4 separate regions of the Sus scrofa genome follow, and all the other regions are linked to region 3. The links are chromatin contacts, called in public Hi-C and promoter capture Hi-C maps. All regions are on one chromosome and are shown on one strand. The core of a region is the stretch at or near the end of the contact, and the rest is flanking DNA. Distances in the headings are between cores, read along the strand shown. Region 1 overlaps DDR2 (discoidin domain-containing receptor 2). Region 2 holds the start of HSD17B7 (hydroxysteroid (17-beta) dehydrogenase 7). Region 3 holds the start of UHMK1 (serine/threonine-protein kinase Kist). Region 4 holds the start of C4H1orf226.

What was found. Promoter capture Hi-C pulls out the DNA fragments that hold promoters and counts their contacts. A called contact is a pair of places that touch in the nucleus more often than the background predicts.
Region 1: a contact with region 3 is called in a Hi-C map of retroperitoneal adipose tissue, with 2.5 times the contacts expected there. The contact joins the enhancer-like site here to the promoter of UHMK1 in region 3. A contact is called at or near these places in 2 of 5 promoter capture datasets (fetal liver and liver), 9 of 47 Hi-C or Micro-C datasets (alveolar macrophages, embryonic fibroblasts, fetal heart ventricle and 5 more) and 2 of 2 datasets of contacts at active chromatin or transcription factors (alveolar macrophages and skeletal muscle).
Region 2: a contact with region 3 is called in a promoter capture Hi-C map of fetal liver, with 2.3 times the contacts expected there. The contact joins the promoter of HSD17B7 here to the promoter of UHMK1 in region 3. A contact is called at or near these places in 2 of 5 promoter capture datasets (fetal liver and liver), 7 of 47 Hi-C or Micro-C datasets (alveolar macrophages, embryonic fibroblasts, heart right ventricle and 3 more) and 2 of 2 datasets of contacts at active chromatin or transcription factors (alveolar macrophages and skeletal muscle).
Region 4: a contact with region 3 is called in a promoter capture Hi-C map of fetal skeletal muscle, with 3 times the contacts expected there. The contact joins the promoter of C4H1orf226 here to the promoter of UHMK1 in region 3. A contact is called at or near these places in 1 of 5 promoter capture datasets (fetal skeletal muscle), 1 of 47 Hi-C or Micro-C datasets (embryonic fibroblasts) and 2 of 2 datasets of contacts at active chromatin or transcription factors (alveolar macrophages and skeletal muscle).

The regions. Positions count from the first base shown.
Region 1 is chr4:87,764,720-87,767,755 of Sscrofa11.1, reverse strand. It overlaps DDR2 (discoidin domain-containing receptor 2), which reads left to right. Exons shown (of 18, transcript XM_021089500.1): 13 at 719-942; 14 at 2,187-2,314. Among named protein-coding and RNA genes, the nearest start is that of HSD17B7, 23 kb to the right of the region's middle. Within about 2 kb of position 1,410, at least 5 of the 83 cell types and tissues checked have an H3K27ac peak or open chromatin away from gene starts, as enhancers often do. A contact at or near this core is called in alveolar macrophages and retroperitoneal adipose tissue, where this site is marked.
Region 2 is chr4:87,741,308-87,744,410 of Sscrofa11.1, reverse strand. It overlaps HSD17B7 (hydroxysteroid (17-beta) dehydrogenase 7), which reads left to right and starts at 1,496. Exons shown (of 9, transcript NM_001185137.1): 1 at 1,496-1,530. The coding sequence starts at 1,496.
Region 3 is chr4:88,051,472-88,054,368 of Sscrofa11.1, reverse strand. UHMK1 (serine/threonine-protein kinase Kist) reads left to right here and starts at 1,434. Exons shown (of 8, transcript XM_021089503.1): 1 at 1,434-1,877. The coding sequence starts at 1,610.
Region 4 is chr4:88,470,403-88,473,611 of Sscrofa11.1, reverse strand. It overlaps C4H1orf226, which reads left to right and starts at 1,871. Exons shown (of 14, transcript XR_002343372.1): 1 at 1,871-2,179.

The DNA.
Region 1 (3,036 bases), core at 161-2,660, 290 kb after region 3:
ACAGTGAAGGATCACATTGAACTAGAGGAATTTTGCAGAGACAGCAAGAAAAAGCGATGTAATTTATTTCCTAGGCTGAAGTAGAGTAATTTACCTATTTTCTGAAGTCTAAAAACACCCTCCCTCTTACTTTAATGTTTCTTAATATCACAATATATCTTAAGCTGAATCATATAAATTTAATCAGAAAGTTTTTTTAAATGATTTTTATTTTTTTCCGTCATAGCTGGTTTACAGTGTTCTGTCAATTTTCTACTGTACAGCAAGTTGACCCAGTCACACATACATATATACATTCTTTTTCTCACATTATCATGCTCCATCATATAATCAGAAAGTTTTTAATCCCTAAAATAGATTACTAAGTCAGTGAGAATATCTTAAAATTAAGGAACTAGGCCATTAAATCCTAAAACTTTAATACTCCCACCCTAACTAATATAGTGCAAGCCTTCCTGTAGCTTCACCACAATTCCTCAAGATTAGCCAAGGAGCTCGTTGATGATCATGGGGTGTGGGGAGAAGGATAAGAGATAAATGGTGGCCTACATTCTGGAGGCTGTGAGAGAGTCTGGAGGGACCATTCTCCAAGTAAGAATGTCATGGCATAGGCTGGCTGTCTTGGGGGCGTGTTTTAGCCCTCCTCTCAGATTTGTTTTCTTGAAGAGATATCCAGACATGCCCCTTGGAGTGAGGCTCATTGCCCTTGTCTTCCTAGGCTGCAGTGGCCTTGTGAAGCCAGTCCAACCCAGCGGGCCTGAGGGCGTGCCCCACTACGCAGAGGCTGACATTGTGAACCTCCAGGGGGTGACCGGAGGTAATACCTACTCTGTGCCTGCCGTTACCATGGACCTGCTCTCAGGAAAAGATGTGGCTGTGGAAGAGTTCCCCAGGAAACTGTTAACTTTCAAGGAGAAGCTAGGAGAAGGCCAGTTTGGGGAGGTAAGTTGATTCTTTGAGTGGGGCCACCAGTCCTTGCTAGCTCAAAGGAATTAGTTGAATAAATATGGTCAATAGAGTTAAGTGTCCCCTCCAGAGTGGATCCACATTGACTGTCCCTTCCAATTGTCTCTCTTTGCACTGGCCTCTAGAAGATTAGTATTGGGTCAACCTCATCTTTGTCAAATAGCTATGGAATTCATGGGAATCTCGATTTCTATATACGAGTTTTTAAAGCAGGAAAGTCACTTGACTTAGATATCCTGAAAAACATTCAATATTTTAAAAAAAAATTTTTATAATAGGTTACAGAGGGTGGGGACCCATAAGATGTGATCATCTTTTATAAACAGTCCAAGAACATCCTGCTATTTGATAGCCACTTTTTTTTTCCCCCATTTAATGGGAGTTACATATAAAATGGTCAAAAACAACCTCGCCCCTGCCTTGGGTCCCAGAATCAACCACCAGGGAATGAATCACTCACTAAGATAAGGAGGAGCACTCTTCTCAATTGCTCTCGGAGTGATGTGTGTAATATTTGACTTTCCACTTTTACGTCAGTCACATGAGCCTTCTGAGAATTCAAAGCGATGATTTAAGTGGCAATGGAAGCTCTTTAACGCTTCCCTCTACACTCCAAATGTAACTTGTTTTCCTAAGAATATGTTATTGATTCCAACATGGGTGGTGTAGTTTTTAACTTTGGGTAGGTTTGGTGGTGGTGGAGGTAGATAGGTCCATAGCATCTGTTTGTGGTGTTATATGCATTCATTCTCTCTCCTGGGTTGAAAACACAGGCTTGTTATACTGTTACTAATACATAGGGATTACTAACCATGCTAACTAATCACATACTAAGGGATTACCTCAGAGAGGAAATTGTCTTATGTTTTGCACAATCCAGTAACTAAACTTCCTTGAATCAAAGGTCAAGCATTTATACTGAATGACATTTTCTAGGGAGCTATGGTGTAATAAACTACTGTTATAGATATATTTGCATATTTAGTGTTCCAATTAATGTATGGTTCTTTCATAAAGCAGTAATATATACTAGCTGGGTACCTTACCATTGTTTTTTCAGTTATTTGAGTCAAAGATGTATTACCTCTATCTTCTTATTGGTCTTTTGATTATTTTGCCTGAGTTGTAAGAGGTAGTTTATCTCTAGGAAATGCCCAGCAAGAGTACTGAGACATCTTCAGGAGAAATGATGATGCTGAGACTAGATGACTTTTGTCTAGGTTCATCTCTGCGAAGTGGAGGGAATGGAAAAATTCAAAGACAAAGATTTCGCCCTAGATGTCAGTGCCAACCAGCCTGTCCTGGTGGCTGTGAAAATGCTCCGAGCAGATGCCAACAAGAATGCCAGGTCTGTGGTCTGTGTTTTGAATTTTCCTTTATGTATTTTGTCTTCAGGATCAGGAACACTCTGGAAACTTCTGAGTAATTGTTTTCTTTTGAGATGGGAAGGTCTGTGAGCTACCTTACATTTCCATTGCTGTGTTTTACTTTTCTGATGGGTTAGTAGTCCTCATCTTTGTTCTCATCTCTCTCAGACACAAATGCACATTTTGTGTTGGATCTGCCACTACGCATATGAATTTGCTTCCTAACTCCCTTTGCAGAACACTGCACTTCTCAGCATCCACAACACACACAATAGTCTTAATACTTACCTCTTCAGTTATTATGCACAGACATACCCCCAAAGGTCCTCACCTCTTCTTGCAAACTTCTCACAATTGCATACATCTTTCCTGCTAAGCTCCTTCCTTTCTCCTTTTTTTCTGCATGTCTATTTACTTTCTCATCTCTTTTTTTCTCTTTTATGCTCCTTTTCTTCTATGTTCAGCAACTCCCCAAATGAGAAGCTGCCTCTTCTTGGAAAAGTATCCATGGACCTCAAAGCAAAAGGATCCACAGTCTTTTAGCAGTTTTCCAAACTGGCTAATAATCTCTTGGATCCTTTACTACATAAATTGCAGTTTCCAGCCATACTCCGTTGTCTGACAGCCTTTCCATAACAGTAATGGTGAGTTAATCCTCACCCAGAGAGGCATGCTGGTGGTATGTGTCTCAGAGAAATCTGCA
Region 2 (3,103 bases), core at 247-2,746, 310 kb after region 3:
GCCTGCTGTTGGCCATACCCAGTGGGATGTCACTCCAGGATCTTTGCCTCTGACATGTAAGATTCCCCATATAATAAATCATTGATGCCTCTGTTGCTGACTTATGGTTCTTTCCTCTATCTAGTGACTGGGCAGTTGAAAGGATTGCAAGACTGCAGCCCTGTATGAAGTTTATTTTAGGACTTTCAGAAAATATTGTTAAATTGTGGTCTCTTCACAACAGTTGAAAATGGCATAAGGATAGGAGCTGAGTTCCACCCAAATAATAAAGTATTAATGATTTAGAAATCAAATCTTTAATAATCACATTTATTCTTTCAATCTAATTTTATTGGTATGAGTTATCTAATTCTAAACTAATATCAAATTAATCAAAAGCTCTAGGATATTCAAAAGCCAATATAAATGTCCTGTCTTACATCTTTCAGAGAACAGTACTATTCAAAAAGAAAACTTTGAAAGAGGCTATGAAGTAAAGTATGTTCCATAGTTTGATACATGCAGTAGTGTTCCTTAGTGTGGGCCTGGATTGGTGACAGTCCCACACTAAGGACTGTTACCAGTCCACGATAAATCCAGAAACCTAAACATTAGAAACTTTTTTAACAGTTTGGCAGAGTACTCTTTTTGCTTTTTCTTTTTACAGCGACATCTGTGGCATATGGAAGCTCACATTCTCCCAGAGACAAGGGCGGGTCCTTAACCTGATGAGCTACAAGAACTTCTGGCAGAGTACTCAAGTCTGTTGAATCTAATTAAAAAAAAAAAAAAAATGAGGCTTGTATTTTGTATGCCTTTTTCTTTCATTTTCTAGGGATTTATTTTTATTGTATATTCCAAAAGTACCTATCTGGGATGGCTTGGAAAAACGAAGAGGGTCCTTCAGCACAAAGAGTAGGAGGCACATTAAATAGGAGACTACAGTATACGACCCACTATCTCCTATGGAATCCGAGAGTCTCTGATTCCACATCATATTCCAAGTTTTGGAAATTGGTAATTCATGCATGAATAAAATAATAAAATAAAATAAGGAGCTCTGGTGCAAATATCCTGAGTTCCTGCGGTGAAGTGCCAATCCTAGGGGACAGGGTATGGTCCCTATGCGCTCCTGGTACCAGCGCTCCTATGCCCCCGACTGGACGCAATTCCCAACCACGCAAACGCCAAAGGCCTCCGGCGCGTGTAAGGTCATGGGCGGGACACCTCCGCCCAAGAGGGGCGGGGAGAGCCCGGATTGGCTCGGGCCTTGTGCGACACGAGGCTCCACCCCTCGGCCTATCTCACTCCATCCCCGCCCAGGAGCCGGGAGCCAAAGGCTGGCTGCGACTGAGAAAGGGCCCAGCGGAGTCGATGACGCAAAAGGGAGGTGGGGCCTCGTCAGTCCCTGATTGAAGGGCTGGGGGCGTGGCCTGGGCGGGGCGTGGGTCAAAAGGGCTTCCGAGAAGCTTTGCCGGATGCCTGCTTGGCTTGCGCTGCATTGGTGTGTGAGACGATGCGGAAGGTGGTACTGATCACCGGGGCTAGCAGGTAAGGTCTTTGGTTGCCTGTCGGCTGGGCGGGGGTCTGAGGGAACAGGAAGTATCGCGCCGCGATGACTCGCCCCTGACCGTCCCGGGAGCTCCCTTCTCTTACCTTGCCTCTGTGGGGACTCTGACTGAGACCCTGTCCCATTCTCTCCTGGGTCCTCCACTGCATGGGATACCAGGCGTTCCGGCCTCTTGAAGTGCTCAGTATCTGGTGCTTTGCATTAAATATGACAGCAGAAAGAAAATAGAACGCCACTAAGACATGCGTGTTTCTGTGATGATCCTGTTCATATCCAGGAAAACGGCGCTTCCCACGCAGACCTCGCCCCCTTCCGACTTTCCCATCACTTTTTACCATCAGTGCCTGGGCATTTTGCCTGTGACCAGGTGGCTGTATCACTCCAGGTGTTTTATCTGTGCAGGACTTCCGACCCTAGATAAATTTCAAGGTCCATGAACATTAGAACAGTGGGGGGAGAAAATCACATTCCATGTGCAGATCTAAAAATGTAGTATATTTCTCCAGGAACTCAGAGAAAAGGAACTTTTTCCTGTTAAGGCATGGAAGAAGTGCAAGTAACCATTACTGCCAGTGAGTGATTACTCCAAGGTTGGTCATTTGCATTTCAGTGAAAAAGTGTGTGGAGGATGAAACTAACCAAACCACATTCGTTGTTGTTGCTTTTGGAGTTTTGAGGGAATTAAGACTGAAGCTATGTTAAATGGTATTTAAAATTAGTTCGAAATTATGTCTGAGCTGGTTACAAACCCAACACAATGTCCATGAGGATGTGGGTTCAGTTCTGGTCAGTGGGTTAAGGATCCTGCTGAGGCTTGGACAGAAGATGTGGCTCAGATCCACTGTTGCCCTGGCTGTGGCATAGGCCTGCAGCTGCATCTCCCATTCAACCCTTAGCCTGGGAACTTCCATATGCCACAGGTGTGGCCATAAAAAAAAAAAAAAAAAAAGTAAATACATAAAATTAGTTTATTTTTACTTATCTAGCCACTTCCATGTTAACTAAGCCAAACCTGGTAGGTGTCTGTGATGTACAGAATTTTAGTGTGTCTTCTCTCTTGAGTGATCTTAACACCTGGTATGGTGCTTCCTATGTTGAAGTTGCTCAAATAAGTCAGAATTGATTTTGTGTGTTTGCTTCATTTGTATATATTATGTGTAAATATACACTTATAGTAAAGGCCTGTTCTTAAATGAGAGTGAATAAAAATATATTTGATCCTCTGTTTGGAGGGCCAACTGATTGCTGATGGTGCTAGGCCCTTTGCCTGGATCAGCTTACGTTTTGGAAGAAAACTCATTTACTCAGGTTTCCATTGCCATAAGCCAGCCTGGTCTGACTGCTATCCCCATCTACTGTGTGGTTTCACAATGCTCTTTCTGAAGTGGGTAATTTGTTTTTGACACAAGTGCTCATCCCTGCTTCTCCTTCCCGGTACCTATCTTCTATTTCCTCTTTTTCTGTTCTACTTAATCATGTAGAATTCTTTCTCTTCCTGTTGGTTATTCAGTCATAGTAATTGAGAGGGACTTGTACCCCCTGCCATGTTACATA
Region 3 (2,897 bases), core at 185-2,684:
AGGGGTTGGAAAAACATAATTAAAATCTACTGCAGAATATTTTCAGACCGATAACTTCTGATTCTAGCATTTGGGGAAAAAGTTTAAATGCAACCAAGACATGGATTATAACAATGGATACTTTTCACAAAGGAGAACCTAATCAACTTCTAGAAATTCAGCATTTGCTATCTCTGATTATAATACATTCAATTTCAACAAAATAGACTGAAATGAAATGCTTCTTTTTACTCACACTTTTCTAATGGGTGAATTGCTAAGAGTTCCTCTACAGAGTTCTAGCAATTTACCTGCGCCTCCTTTTTACCTTGACCCTTGGATTATAATTATATACACATCTAATTCATTCTACCAACTCAAAATTTTTGAAATCATGGTTAATTTCTATTTCGAATCTCCTCTCTATTCATGACCTAAGTTCCCTTCCACACCTCAGCTTCTCCACTTTGCCTTCCCCTTTATATAAGCAAATAAATGTCTGTGTTCACTGCCTTAGGGGAGCTTGTGAGTTTTGTTTTTTGTATCACAAAAGCCCAAGTTCTCAAGAGATTAGTTGAGACTTCAGCTATAGAAGAAAATGATTGTTAGAAATGGCAGAGAGTGCAGAGAACTTTTCCTAATCCAGACCCTGAAAGGGTCATACAGACAGAAATAAGGCATATTTCAGTGGCAACCTGGCAAGACAATAACCAATGATACTGAAAAGCAGAGCTCAACCCCTCAATCCCCACATAAACCACCTCATTTACCTGGAAACTTGGACAAAACCTGAGGAAAAGGTGATGGAGGCAAATGGTCATACTAATTTTGTGCCACCCCATCTGAATGGAGCTTGAAAAAGTTGAACACAGAATAATAAGGAAGAATACATTTATTACACATCCTCGTTTGTGGACCGAGATTCCGATTTTTTACACTTGTTAATAAAAAATTGTCAAATGAGTAAAAAAAATCGAATGAATAAATGAAAAACAAACGTTTGTAAAAGATCCACGTTTGCCCAGGGAGGCTGCTTTTTGACTAGGCAGCCAAAGGCAAAGGAAACTAAGAGAAGCACAGAAGCCTGGGCATCCGGAATTATAACCACTAGGGAACAGAGCGAGGAGGTGGTGGTAAATCCATTCCTTTAGCAACTGGGGTATTTCCTTTGGATCCTGGCTATGAGACATGTAGGCAGGGTTTTACTTTCCAAGCTTCCCAAAGGTGAGGTGGGGTGCCTCAGCAAGAACAAAAATAAGTTTTAGTTTTAGGTGACTGTGTGTGAAAGCGGTTAACATTGGGCCTAGAATATTAAGAACTCTCTAACGCTTAACTCTCTCCCTCAGTCCTTTCCTCCAAACCTAATTCACCTAATCAATTCTAGACTCCGCCCTTTCTGGGCCCGCCCTTCAGCTTGTAAGATTGGCTCTTCCTCCATTTCCGGCTTCTGGGACCCGGGCGCAGACGGCTTCCGGTGTCATGGCGGCCTGAGGTCCCGGCAGTCGGTGAGGCGGCTGCAGGCCCCTCCCTGCAGAGCCGCTGGTCCGGCGGGCGGGGATGTGACCGAGGGCCCTGCCGGCCTGCCTCGGGCGTCGCGTCAGCTCCGTGTCAGTGCCCTCAGTCCACACCGATGGCTGGATCCGGCTGTGCGTGGGGCGCGGAGCCGCCGCGGTTTCTGGAAGCTTTCGGGCGGCTGTGGCAGGTACAGAGCCGCCTGGGTAGCGGCTCCTCTGCCTCGGTGTATCGGGTGCGCTGCTGCGGCACTCCTGGCTCACCCCCCGGCGCCCTGAAGCAGTTCTTACCGCCAGGAACCACCGGGGCTGCGGCCTCGGCCGCCGAGTATGGTTTCCGCAAAGAGAGGGCAGCGTTGGAACAGTTGCAGGGTCACAGGAACATCGGTAATTGCCAATATCTCCCTTCTCTTCTTAACCAGGTCTCAGAGCAAGCGTACACTCCCCCTCTCGGCCTAGCGTACGGTCTTCTGTCTTTTAGGCGGGAGAAGTAGGTCCGGCCCTGGCCTTATCACCCAACCCAGGACCCTTTCCCATCCCCCTTTCACTCTCATACTGACTGTAATACGGTGGGCCGCTTTGCCCAGTGTTCTATAGTAGATGCTCAATAAATTCTGTTTTGCTTCAGTTCTGTTTGGAAAATGCTGCACTTACTAGCACAGAGAATTATCTTCTGTAGTGAAAGGAGGCATGTCTTTACTAGATTGTCATGTCTTGTTCGGAAATTTTTGAATCTTTGCATACCAGTGAAAAATGGGAGATAGTTCTAGTACTTGTGACGTCAATGCTAATAGCTGATATAGATGTTACCTGATACATAATTTTTGTATGGATTTGGGAGAAATGACTCCCAAATTTTTCATAAGAATCCTTATAGAAATGTGAAAATGATACATACGCACTTTATACTTTTACCCACTTAAGACCATGTTTCATGATTCAGATATTCACAATGTAAGATATGTAATGATTACTGATGATTGAGCTGTGAAAATAGTTTTCATTGCTAATACACCAACAGAGAGCATTTAATTATGACTTTGGCTCATAGATATATTACTTACTGACAAGCATGATCCATATTTATTGTGAATAGTGACCTTTTTAATATTACCATTTGGAGAAGAATTTCTTAATAGTGTTGCCCCCCCTTTTTTTTCTTTTTTAAGGTTTCCTGAATGATGTAGGTAAAATCTGATATTTAAGAGGGAAATATTTTACATTTTTATAGGCCTAAGGACTTGTTGACTCTAAAAGATTAGGTTAAAATGTCATCTTGAATGTCTTGACCTCTCCTTTTAATATTTAATTATATAGTGCTATTTTGGATCAAGAACCAATCTTCAGTTTTGGTTTTGTACATTGTGACATTTGCCTTAAGAATACTTAGTATTTGGATTTTTCTTT
Region 4 (3,209 bases), core at 622-3,121, 420 kb before region 3:
TGTCTTTTTCTAGGGCCCCACCAGCGGCACACAGAGGTTCCCAGGCTAGGGGTCTAATCGGAGCTGTAGCCGCTGGCCTACACCAGAGCCACAGCAACACGGGATCCAAGCCGCGTCTGCGACCTACACCACAGTTCACAGGCAACACCAGATCCTTGACCCACTGAGCTAGGCCAGGGATCGAACCCGCAACCTTATGGTTCCTAGTTAGATTCATTAACCACTGAGCCACGATGGGAATTCCTGCAAATGATTTCACTGTGGTGTTTTATGGTGGTTCCAAGCCCTGACTATACAATAAGCAGTCATTTGATTTTCAAGCTGCCCTTTGTGGACGTGTTCACAAGGCATTAAAAGCCGGTTTAAGTTGATGAATTCAACAGAGGAGCTGACCATCTGGTCTCAGTGATCTCAGGTTGGGCTGGCTTTGGCATTAGCTTATTTGGTTACTTTTGATGACTCTAGGGTAATATAAAGCCATGTAGAACATAGTTATCATGCACCTCTACCTGTGGGGTTTGACAGATACTAAATAATTGGTTACTAATTACTCCTATGGGCCCTTCCTTTGCACATTTTTGCATGGCAAAAAACTCTTGATGTAACAGAGAGAAATGAATGAGCTTCTTCTTAACCACATCCAAGCACTTACTAAGGTAGGAAGAATAACATAAATTAGAAATATCTTGGATGAAGTTCCCATGGCTCAGCGGAAATGAATCTGACTAGCATCCATGAGGACGCAGATTCAATCCCTGGCCTCGCTCAGGGGGTTAAGGATCAGGTGTTGCCATGAGCTGTGGTGTAGGTCACAGATGCACTCGGATCTGCCATTGCTAGGGCTGTGAGGTAGGCTACAGCTCCAATTCAGTCCCTAGCCTGGGTACCTCCAGATGCTGAGGGTGTGGCCCCAAAAAGACCAAAAACAAACGAACAAAAAAACACCCCAAAACCTTGTAAGTTCATTTTGTCCATACCCAGGTATAGGCTGTCTAAGAAAATAAAAAGGTGTAGATTCTTCCTTCTCTAGTACCCCTTTTGGCCTACTCCATTTCCACAGGGCTTATGGCTTTTAACTATTAAAACTATCCCCAAAGGCATCCCCCAACCCTCCCAATACACAACTCACAAATCACTACTCAAAAGAACACAAAACACCTGCAATAGTCCCCCATTTGGTTACAGTCTTCATTCTCCAGAGAACGGGAACTCTCAGAATTAATAATCTAAATGTATTTGGGCCAGGACTTGGGCCTTCCAGGTAGAACGCAAAAACAAAACAACAAACACAGCCCCTCCCCCCTCCCCAAACAAAAACAAACCTCCAACCCAAAGGCGCCACTACTGCTAACTATTAGTAGTCTGGCTCAGAATCAAACTGTAAAAAACAAAAACAAGACTGTGCCCGTGTTCCTGAGACCCCGGCTGGCTAGGGCCAGGGCGAAGTTCTCGGGGTCGGGCCGCAGGACACAACCAGGACTGGGCGCGGCGCTCCCAGGGACTTTCACCTGCTCCGCGGGCAGCGCGGGGGCGGACCCGGCGACAGGCGGGGCCTGGGCGCCCCGCGGGAGGAGCCGGCCCGGGCCCGCCCCGCAGGAGGAGCCGCTCGCCGGCGGCTGATCCGGCGTCTCCGTGACAGGCACCCTGCTCCGCCGCCGCCGCCACCGCCGTCGCCTTTTCTTCCTCGTCCCGGGCTGCCCGCGCCACTGCTCCCAGGCCGGCGCCGCGCCCAGTCCCACCGCGGGCCGCGCGCCCACCGCTCCCCTCCCCCGGCCGGGGCGCCGCGCACGCCCGCCCCCGCCGCCGCCCCCGCCACCCTCCTTGCCGGCAGGAATTGCGCGGCCACAGCGCCGCTCGCGTCGCCCGCACCCGCGCCGCCCGGCCCTAGGCGTTGATCGGAGTCCCGGCTTCCACCGTCGCCGCGCGGCCAGGGCGCACTCCGCCCCGCGACCCTCCGCTTGCGCCCCATCCACGAGCCGCCGCGCTCGGCTCCCATCTCCCCTCCCCGGGGTCCTACCAGCCCCTTCCTGCCACCGCCGCCGCCTCTGGAGGAGCCGGTCCACCGAGGGTCACCATGCCCAGCAAAACCAAGTACAACCTTGTGGACGATGGGCACGACCTGCGGATCCCCTTGCACAACGAGGACGCCTTCCAACACGGCATCTGCTTCGAGGCCAAGGTGAGGGGGCCCTGGAGAGGGGACTGCCCGGAGAGGGCATGTCTGAGTGAATGGGATGCGCAGAGCTGGTGGGTTAGGCTGATTTGAGGGCCTTTCTGTTAGGGAGGGTGACTGCCCCTTCCCAGTATAGAATTCTCTGGGCTTCTGCCCAGAACTGCTAAAGAGCAACTGCAAAGTTTGAGCGGTATTGCTTCACCCCTTCTCCCACCTGCAGACTCCCCCATCCTTACCCGCCCAGGACTGATTGAGTTACTTCCCATATCCCTCCTTCTGAGGAGGAAAAACCAGTGGGTGTGCGCAGCCCGGCCGTGGTTCTTTAGAATCGGTTTAGGGAAGCTCTGATGTTATTTAATCATTGGGATCCTGTGAGAGAGGTGCTTTCAGGAAAGTCTTTTAAAGGGGAAATACCTGCCTCCTGATTGAGGAAAATAATACAGGGTGGTTTTTGTTTTTAGATTCCAGGTAACCTGGGCCAGGTGTCAGAACCACTTCCTAAATGCCTTATTTGCCAAGACTCCTTTGCGAGTGCCAGGCATTGAAGGGGGGAAGTGTGGTGAAAGCTGCCCATTTGCTAGTTTTGTGGCATAAAGTTAAGTTTCAGCAACTAGTAGGGGACAGCTGCTGGAGAATTTATCAGGGGTGACTGGAATTTTCAGCTCAGAGCCCCAGGTCTATCCTGGGGGGCGGGGGCGGGGTGGAAGCCTCTGTACTGGACCTTCAGGTGTGAATAAGGCGGGCCCCCTGTGATGCCCTTCCCGAGTGAGGAGTTCTGGTTTCTGAGATTACAGCTGGGACTCCCACTGCCCATCACATGGGAAGAGTGCTTCTGCTCTTCCTTCATGCTGCTTGATGCCCTCCCCCCAAGACTCAGGCACCTACTGTGTGCCTGCTATTGGTAAATAGTGCACTTCCAGTAGGTTGTGTCTTGCTGGTTTTGATATGGAGACAATTTTCTCTTCATTCCTTTTTTTTCTCCTTCATGACTTTGTAGATGCAGGGTGTTTGCATCTCAGGCAGGGATTACTCCATC